Regions from separate parts of the Anas platyrhynchos genome. Here region 1 is linked to region 2. Evidence: chromatin contacts called from public Hi-C data. All regions are on one chromosome and are shown on one strand. Each heading gives the region's core, a stretch centred on a gene start, on an enhancer-like site or on the middle of the called end of the contact. The rest is flanking DNA. Distances are from core to core; before and after follow the strand shown.

Region 1 (4,795 bases), core at 1,749-4,248, 130 kb after region 2:
CTCAACTGCTACAAGGCAACAGAATTAAGCTAGTGTAATGATCAAGCCTACCTTGTCTTCCTTCAGCCACTTCTCCAGAAGCTGCTTGCGGCCTTGCTGCAGAACAGGGCGACAGAGCTCTAGAGACTCAAACTTGTTCAGCTGTCCCTGGTCAAGCAATATCCCAAAGTACTGGAGCAGGGGAGAAGCCTGCCCAGGCTGAGCTGGTACACTCTGGAACTTCCTGATTGTATCACTGGTACGTAGAATTCCCTGCAGAGGCACAATATACAGAAGAGAAATGTTTAATTTTTGACGGCTGAATAGTGTTAGACAAAAACCAGATGTTAAGTTCAGCTATGTACTGAGGCATCTATTCTTAACCCTTCAGGGTGGGGAATCTTCAAACCCAAGCCAATAATGTTCTAGCTAGAAGTCAGTGCCCACAGCAAGTCAAGCCCGTGGTTGGAAAAGTATGGCAGATGCTCCTTGATCAGATACAGGAGAATGTATTACACAGAACAAGCAAGTGAACGGCAGAAAACTAAGGCTAGTAGTGCAGCACTTTAGCTCTTGAATGTCAAGTGCTGAAATGTAGGTGACCTAAGCAAGTCAACTAAGCTAAGGCAATCCTGATGGCTTCTAACCTTTGCCTTTGGAGTTACTTACCTTTGGTGCAGATGCAGCTACTTTAGCAGCATCTGCATAGCTTCCTTGAGCAAACAATGTGTTGAACTTTCTGGCAAATAATTCCTCTGCGCCAGCTAGATTACTACGTATAGCCATGCGCAGACCCAGATCAGGATTCTGGAGAACGTTTGTAGCGTAGTTCACTATGTTGTCTTCCTCAACACATACAGAAAGCACCTGGAAAGGACAAAAGGCATAATTGAGAACTACTGTTCCTTTCCACAACTACCACAAAATACAGCAACCAAATGGCTATGCAGACTATCAGTGAAGTGGTATGTTATTAAAAAATAACTATATGTGTGTGTATGTATATATATATATATATATATATATATATATATATATATGTATATGTATATATGTGTGTGTGTGTGTGTATAAAATCAAAACCCACAAACAAGTTTCTCCCTCTCAAGCACCCTGTGCTAGGAGAGGTTAAGACACGATTGAAATCAAGTAGTAACTTGATCCCTTCCATGATGTTTGTTGCATCAAATTACTCATTAGGTTTGTTATGCATCTGAGCTTTAGAAGACTCAAAAACAGATTGATGGATTTGTTACCTGTCCTTTTTTGTTGACACCAATAATGCCTGAGGTAGGTTCATGAGAAGCTGTGACAAAAATAGTGTCAGCACTAATACGGTTCATGTAGATGCAAACTCCAGACTCCAAGTCATACATGTGAATATAACCATACTTCGTGATCAGGTAGATAACGCCATGCTTAATTCCAATCTGCCAAAAGATGAGTTTTCATTAGTTAAGAGTAAGATCACAACAGTTAAGACAGCTGCCTTTAGCCTAGTTACAAGACAGTATTGCAGTGACGTGCCTTTGCACTGATGCTAGGAACAAATATAGCTTCAGGCTTCTTCATTACAGACTCAAAGCAATGAATAGCTTTGCTTGCCATTTGGAGCCAGAGCTCCACTGAACACTGAGGCTGAAGGGAAATTAAGATTCATCTGCAGCAAAGGACTTACTACTCCTCATCCTAATGAGCCAGGATAAGGAATAAAGATTGGACATAACTAGCATTCTAGTCAGATATGTCAGTACAAGTTTCTGTTCAAAAATATTAGCAAGATAATTTCGCTCCTTTCCATCAAGGCCTACCCAAAGCACCAGCAGAACCTAAACCAAGCTCAGCTGCTGAGGACTCCAGTTTAGCTGTCAAGTCACAAAAACAAGGAGACTTTTAAACCAAGATGGTATTTAGAAGTATTTTTCACTTTGGACCAAGTCTTCAAAAGTTTTATTAATGAGATCCATGAGTCCTCCCATGAAGACAGCTTGCTTTGTTTCCTTTAGTTTATTATGGCTTCTCTTGGATTATTTATGGAGCTGGTCTATTAGACTGCTCAGCAGTTGCACGCTCTGAGACAGTTTGTTTTTCAAGTAAAATGTGTAGTCCTGTAGACACCCGAAGTGAAGTTTTGTCTTTCAAAGCAACTAGTCATATTATTTCCCTAAAAAACCTCCTAGTAATGTCCTAAGGTACCTTTTCTGTGCTGCTAGTACAGGAGGTAGGCTAATATAGGAAACTCCACTCGATTTGCCTTATGACATCTACTGTAGATGAAATGCCACTTTCATGCCCAGTTACATCAGGGGCTGTACCACTCATATCTAGAACTCTGATCATTAGTAGACAGTTCAATAGCCTGAAAATGCAGAATTATCTGCTATTAACAAGAATTATCAGTATAGACAAGAACCCATGAGTTACAGTACTTCTTATTTGACTGACTGTCCAATACTTGGTGTCTTGTTACTTTTAGATTGCTGTCAATAAGACAGAAGCTAGTCATACTTGATAGCTGTTCAACAAGAAGGTTGACTGATAATAGAGACATTCTACCAGAAGACACTATTGGTTTTGTGTGTGTGTATTTTGTTTTTAATACAACCTTAAGTTGACATGTCCAGACAAATACTGGAACAGCCTATGTATTTGTGTGTGAGTTTCTGTTTTAATGTGCAGTCTGCTTCCCATAAATCCATTAACAGTCCTTCCAGAGTTAGGAGGAATAACAGTGAAGCCACAATAGAAAACATTATTTATGACAGGCACCAGCTACATGCCAGGCTATAAAGTTGGTTTTTGTTTTGGTCAATTACCTGCATTGCCACAGGAAAGTCTGTCTGTGCCTCAGGTGGGAAAAACACATCAACAGCTTTCTTAACAAATGGCTGATTCCCAGTAGCTGGCTGACCCACTTCAATTATGTGAAGCTAGGAAGTAAAGGAGTACATGTCACAAGACTGCCTGCAAGACCAACCACATTAAAGAAGTTCCTCTATTCAGATAAGCTACTGAAGTCGTCTGCTACAGCTGGCTGCTAAATATCTGCCCAATCCTGAAGCAATATAATCTGGGCAGCTGTGTTCCAGACACTTATCCGAAGGACAAGTTCCCTAGAACTTGATAATACAAAACAAAACAAAAAATCATAAAAAGCTAAAGGACATGTTTTCTATGAAAGCAGACGGTGTATTTCTATTTCAAGAAGCTTTGAGTGAGACTTCTTGTCAATTTATCAACAATTTGTGCAGTAAAAGACTAGAAAGCATAAGAATTTGTAATGCTCTTTACAGACCACTCAGAAATTGTAATACATTCAGCTGCTGCTCAGACCCACTACCAGCTAGATGCAAACAACCTACCTACAGCACTAAGGCTTATCAAATCTCTTCTGTACTGGATTCTAGACATAAGTGGCTGCTTGATGACTTCCCTTCATACACAAAGCATAACTTGGGCATAAATTGATGCTCTAATACCTTGGGCTCAGTTCTTACTGCATCTATGCTTGTTCTTATGCTTAAGTTTCATGAAAGCAACTCACACTTTCAGCAGTTTCTATCCCATTAAAATAAAATATTTTCATACTGACCAAATATGCTGTATACAAGGTCCACAAGCTGTTCTTCAGACAGCATACAGTGAACTGTGAGATCACTTAAATTCTACTGGTACTGAGTTCTGCTATACCAAAACAAGCAAATTGTTGCAAACTTTACCTTGCCCCCTGCAGGACTCCTCACAGCAAAACAAAAGAGGGTGGAAGGTTTGGCATTTCCCTCTATTTTGAATTCTGCAAAAGCTGCTGCATGGCCCTCAATAGGTTGGGAGACTTTTCTATCAACTGAGTACAGCTGCATTGCACCAACCACACGATTTTGCTGGGGGAGAAAAAAGGTCAGCTTTTAGAGGTAGGATTTCAAATGCAATACCACTAGGACAGTTAACTAAAAAGAGACAAGTGTCTCTCTCATCCCCTCTTCCAATGCTTTAATCACATTAAAGGTCAGGTTATTCCTCCACAAAGGGCATTTTTGAAGAAACCAAACTTAAGAAACCACGGCAGCTATTGAGTAAGGCCAAGGCTCTCCTGATCATTTTCATAGTGTGATATTTACAGGTAACTTACCTGTGCTGAAATTCCTATCAGCAACAGCCATTTTTGGTGTTCATCAGTTCTGTAATTGATGATTTGGCAGCCCGCAAGACTAGCATGCCTGTCAAACATCTTTTGGGGTTGAGATTCTCCCTCCATGCTCCAGTGGTAGACTGCTGTCTCTGTTACCAAGGCAACTGTATTCACAGATATCCATTTCCAGAAGATCACCTCCTCCGCCATGGTGTGGGCTTTCATTTTACTTTTCATCTCAATGTTAAAGATCTGTAGTGTTTTCCCAGCTAGTATGACAAAACCCAAGAAACATCATAGATCAATTACTACGACAGCCATCCTGTAGTCTGCCTACCTACAAGCATCCTTCAGCCCACTATTTCAGTGATGTTACAGACAGGGTCAGTGTCCTGTCACACCAGAGTGTCCTTTGATACTTGACTAGTACCAAACAAAATCTCCTCCCAACCCACAACCTCCTCCAGCCCTGATGCAAAAAAACTTGTTATGGACACTTACACGGCATTCCAACCAATGACTGACAGGCATAGATATTTTCACTTACTATAAAGTGTAGTTAAAAAAACAACAACAACAAAACAATATAAGACAGAGCTTGAGTAAACTAGTTTATGTAGCAGCACTAGTGTATCAACTTATAGCTGTCTAGCTGATGTCATTCAGTATAATTAATAGAAAGAGAGG
Region 2 (5,267 bases), core at 232-2,731:
AACCCCTCTTGTTGCAGAGAAACCCCCCTCAGCCACCTGAGCCCCACCATTACTGCACGCTCACCCCCTCTCTGCCTTCCCAGGCAGCTCTGTGCGATTTGGGTCACCCCCTGGGGGTGGCCGGGCCCCATCTCCGCAGCCCCAGCCCGAGGGGGGAGGCAGTCACAGGGGGCTGCAGCACCCTCGGTGCCCCCGTGGCTGGTCAGGCAGCAGGAGGTGGCTGCAGCACGCAGGGGTGGCCGTGGGCAGGTCTGCACCCACGCCGCGGGGACAACGCTCGCCCCATCGCCTGGAGCATCCTCATCCAGAGCCGCTTCCCTCCCACCAGCGCTGCTGTCAGCGCTCGGAGGCAGGCGGCATGGGGACTCGCTCCACGCTGGGCTTCGGTGCGGCAGGGAAGCGGGAACACCGTGGAGCTGGAGCTCCCAGGGCTGCAGGCTCTGCTCCCATCACAGTCCCACCCACCGGCCCCAAATCCCTGCGTGACAGAACAGCCCCCCCGGCACCGCACGTCCCCGAGGGACTGGCTGCAGGGTGCGGATGCTGTGCCGGGGGAGCAGTGGCACAGCGCAGCCCCCGGCCTCGGCCCTTCGCAGCCACCCGTGGGGATGGGCCAGGCAAGCAGCCCCCGCTGAGCCCTTCCTGCACCACCTGTACTGCTGACAGCCCGGCCTGCGGCTCCGCGTCCACATCCCTGCTGCACAGCAGCCTCAGAGGGTTGGGAGCGGGATGGTGCCAGACTCGGACTGTCCCCAGGACAGGGATTTGGGGCTTTCCTCCCCATGCAGTGGGAGCTGAGCTCCTCGGGATCCCTCAGAGCCGCAGCATGCTGCCCTTGCCCCACCACAAGCATCCCCTGGCAGAAGCCAGATGAGCGCCTGCTGCTGCCGGTGTCATCCCAAAGCAGGGTGCCCGCATGCCCTAGCCCAGCACAGAAGCCCCAGGCTACTTGGAGGTTTCACCCACGGTGACATTCCCTGGGTTGCATCCCAAATCCCGAGTTCCTGAATGCCCACCCGACCCGATCAGCACCCACCCAGCCACCTCCTGCCAGGGCCAACACCTCCCCAACCCGGTGGCACAGCGGGGACAGGGATATCCTGCAGGGATGGGGCAGGACCAGGTCCCCCAGTCCCGAGCTTTCTGGACCCGTATCCACTCCCTGACAGGTGGAAGGGGAACAAACCGCTGGCACCCGCGCCCCACGCCCGTCCCTCCAGCCACCCCAGGCACCAGCAGCGCAGCGGGCAGGCAGCGCATCTCACCTCCCGCGGCTGCTCGGATGACAAGAGGCAAAGTCACAAAAGTTATCCCCAGCCCCTGCGGCCCCATGCCAGCAGCAGGGCCGTGCCGGCCACCCCGCCGTGATGCCCCGTCCTCCTCCGCAGTGCGCCCGGGCGGGCGGCAGGGCTGGGGCGGGATGCAGCGCTGCCAGCCCCGGAGAAATCCTCAGCTCCAGCCTGAGCACTGCTGTTAAATATTCATCACAAGGGCTGAGTTTTTAACTCCTCGCCTGCTAGGAGGGAGCAGGGAGCGCCCGGCCCCCAGCCAGCCCCTGCGCGCAGTGCCAGGCCCCTGCCCAGGCTGGCACGCGTGGGCAGCCAGGAGCAGCAGGGCAGCGGCAGCCTCCCAAAGCCCTGGGGCTGCACTGAGCTGCCCGGCCTGCTGCCCTCCTGGGGGCCAAGAGGGTGGCAGGGGTGTCACAGGCATCCCATCCCCTTAGGGATGCTCTCCATCCCTAAAGTGGGGGCTTGCAGCATCCCCACTGCACCCCCAGCCCTGTGCAGGGCCACAGACAGGCTCCTGCAGGACCATCGGTATTCAGGGAGGGTTGGGGCTGCCCCATCCTCTCCCCACTCCTTGCATGCACACACACACTTGTGCAAAGGAGCTTGTGACAGCCTCTACCCCCAGCATGGCTCTGGAACCCACCAGGAGCTGCCTGCGGTGCTGCCCCCCTGCTAGGGGGCTCACGGTAGGAGCTGGGGCCAGGCAGGGCCGTGGGAACCCACGGGCCAAACCCAGCTCACCCCTGTGATACCTCAGCCAGGGCTGGTTTGGGAAGTGGCCACTTTCCTGAGTGGGGCCGTAGAGGCAGCACCTCACAGCCTGTGCCCCCAGAGCCCCCATGGGGGGGGAGGTCACGTCCCAGGGGAGCTCTCATCCCAACGAAAGAGTTATTCTCCTGCAGAGGGTAGGTAGGAAGGGGAGTGAACGTGCAGGATTGTGGTGCTGTCACATTATCCTAAAATATCCCAGCTTTCTTCAGACAGCAGTGAAAAAGGAGGCCACAGGGCTCATCCCTCATCTCTTGCAGGTACTCACGTCCTGGCTCAGAGCTCGGCGGTGCTGCCAGGATAAATAAACCTCGGCACCGACACAAGGGCCGCAGAAACAAGTGTCCTGCTGGTGGCTTGGCCGGGGACTCACTGCAGCTCAGCTCTGCCACTTGCTGCAGGGACATCAAAGGCTGGGCTCACCTCTATGGGGCTCTTTGGGGCATGCTTGTCCCCCACCCCAGGCAGAGCCACTGCCCCACCATACCCAGTGTCACCCAGTGTCCCTCTTCCCCTGGCCATCACCGTGTCCGCAGCAGGGGGTGGCCGCCCTGCGCACTCCCTCCCCTCCATGCACCCACCCCGCCAATGGGCCTGGGGCTATTCCCCACCCTGGGGCATTCGCCAGGGCACAGTTTCTCTGGTGCTTATTTCTGGCAAGGCAGGCAGAAGCAGAGATGCTACCACAGAGGACACATGGCCAGGAGCACCATGCGGAGATGCCCAGCAGGGACGAGCCCCCTGTCCCATGATGGCCCCACAAGAAGAGGCCGTACCTGCTCCCACCCGTCCCAGTGCCCTCCCGCTGCACCAGGCTGGAGCAGCCTGCAGTTTCTATAGGAACCAGATCAAACCTTCCCGGAGCTGCTCTGTGCTTCCCAGCCTGCTGCTGCTGCTGCGATGGTGGCGGGGGGCTCACAGCTGAACCCTGCAGCTCCGCGCTGTCCTCACGGAGAGACCACGTCCATCTCCCTGCCGCGCAGGAGCCAGCAGGAGGTGAGCTCCCGCTGGCATGCGTGCGCACCAGCATGAAGGGAGAGAGCCATTATAGGAAAAAAAAAAAAAAAGGCTCTGAAAAATAAAAATAGTTTCTGAAGCTGCAGCCATCGATCAGACGTGGGCACGGTGCCACCCTGCTGGGAACCCCCGCCACAGGCATCATCAGCGAGCGTTGCACCAACACGCGGCAGTGCCAAGAGCAGCTCCCGGCGGTGAATCCTGCGCTGAGCCCGGCCCGGGGACGTGGGGTGAGCAGGACAGCGGCAAGACAAGGACTGGAGCAGGCAGAGCGGTGCTGCGTGGGTCAGGCAGCCCAGAGATGGGTGCTCAGAGCGTTGTGTGAGAGCAGCAGGGAGATGGAGCCCGAGCAGAATAAATACCCCGGTGGCTCCTGACTTTGCTCTGCTGTTGGCAGTGAGCTGGCGTGGCCAGAGAGCTGGGGCAGGGAGCGCAGCAGCACCCGGTGCCCGCACAAAGGCGGCAGTGTGGGCAGCAGCTGCGTGTGGCCCCATCGCCCCCCTGCACTGCCTGGCACCCCGGGGCCAAGCGCTGCATCTGCCTGTGGCACCGGCAGCGAATGCCACCTCGCCTCCTGTCACCCCAAAACTCTGCGGGCAGGGGATGGCGAGCGGTGGCACGGTGGCGGCAGTGACACCGTGTGCTGGCCGGTGTTCAGCAATGAGCGCATCCTGCGGCCACCGAGCCACCAGCAGAGCTCGGGCACAGCCCGGAGCATCCCGCAGACCCCTCGGCAGGCACCGAGCCCAGTGACCGAGCGTTTCCATGAGCTCAGCCCCAGCCCGGAGCCACATCACCGTCCCCTCGGCCAGGGCTGGACCATGCGCTAAGGGGCCACAGCTCCTTCCCCAGCCCCGAGAGCAGCTCCCTGGGGCCTTGCTGGGAGTGGGAGCTCCGTTCTTTGGTCACCTCCCCCAGCTAAAGGGGATTTGACCCCACACAGCCCTAGGAATGGAGCCCAGTTTGGGGCTGGGATTTTGTTTCCAGCCCTGAGGAGGCCAGAAGGCCGCAGAGCGCTGCCACAGGGATGGGGGCACGCGGGCACCGGGGGGGCTGCAGGGCTCAGGGGATGGCAGGGGAAATCCGTGCTGCAGCAGCAGGCTCGCATCCCTAAAGGCACACAACAGCTTAAAGGGACTTATTTTTCCACCAAGGCCTCTCGGGCACGGCCCTGCCGCCAGGCGGCCCCGTGAGGGCGGTGAGGGGCCTGCAGGGACAGGGACAGGGCCCGGGCCCTGCGGCTCGCTCCTGCCCCCTGCTGCCCACACGAAGCCCCCTGCCAAAGCCCCGCCGCTGCCCCAAGGCTGCTCCGGGCCCCCCGAGGCTCCCCCTGCACAGGATGAAGGCCGGAGCTCGCCCAGCAGCAGGGCCAGGCCCGGGGCACGGCCCCAACCTTCCCTTTGGAAGCTTCAGGACAAAGGGGCGCTTTAGAATAGCTCGAGGTTGGGACAGGGGAGCTCCCATCTGGCTTTTCTGTCAGTGACACACAACTTGTGACAAGAGATCAGTGCTGACAAGGGGCTCTGGCTGCCCTGGGTATGTAGCTGTGATCCCTGCTGGTTAAACACCAGTCCCCAGGCAGGATCAGGCACCGAATGCTGCCCGAGGGCCCGGCTGCTCCATGCAGGCCATGGCGAGCTGCAGGGCTCAGCTCCCTCCTGTCCCACCCACCGCTGCCTTGTGCCGCTCCTGCCTCGCTTCTGCTCCTTCCACAGGCTCCCAGCAGCTCCATGAGGGCAGCAGGAAGGGGCTGCACCTCACCTTAGAGGTTATCAACACCAGACTTTCTTCAAGTTACATTATTACAGGTAAACATCGCTGGTATTTGTACACAGACATGTCTACAGCCACCTTGTTTGAAACCAAACAAGTCTACTGATCTTCTGGCAAGGTCACGGTCTGGAAGTGCACCTAAGGCTTCCTTCACGCTGCTGAAGAACCACACCAGGGCAAGAAATCAGGAGACAGCGAAACGGACCGTTTGTCTTACAGAACACAATTTATTTGGCATTTGGATGAAATGTTTCTCACAGCATCTTGAGAAAAAGAAAGATTAGTGCCAACCCCAAAGAAAGAAGTTAAAACAAAAAAACAGTGTCACAGGGACTGAATTATCATAGTATCAAATTTAAATTCTACATGGTATTTCACAGAATATCAAAATCTTTTATACACTGCCACAGTTAAATCCAG

Evidence for each region. Hi-C and Micro-C count contacts between places; a contact is called where the count stands out from the background.
Region 1: a Hi-C map of liver shows a contact between it and region 2, with 2.0 times the contacts expected there. The contact joins the enhancer-like site here to the promoter of LOC119718509 in region 2. A contact is called at or near these places in 2 of 8 Hi-C or Micro-C datasets (liver and skeletal muscle).

Annotation. Positions count from the first base shown.
Region 1 is chr16:9,610,358-9,615,152 of IASCAAS_PekinDuck_T2T, forward strand. CLTCL1 (clathrin heavy chain like 1) reads right to left here. Exons shown (of 32, transcript XM_072024257.1): 3 at 4,109-4,377; 4 at 3,699-3,860; 5 at 2,796-2,909; 6 at 1,236-1,409; 7 at 649-846; 8 at 52-252. Among named protein-coding and RNA genes, the nearest start is that of CLTCL1, 15 kb to the right of the region's middle. Within about 2 kb of position 2,999, at least 4 of the 8 cell types and tissues checked have an H3K27ac peak or open chromatin away from gene starts, as enhancers often do.
Region 2 is chr16:9,480,076-9,485,342 of IASCAAS_PekinDuck_T2T, forward strand. It overlaps LOC119718509 (carbonic anhydrase 15-like), which reads right to left and starts at 1,482. Exons shown (of 8, transcript XM_038187315.2): 1 at 1,266-1,482. The coding sequence starts at 1,332. DGCR2 (DiGeorge syndrome critical region gene 2) reads right to left here. Exons shown (of 10, transcript XM_072024527.1): 10 at 5,055-5,267.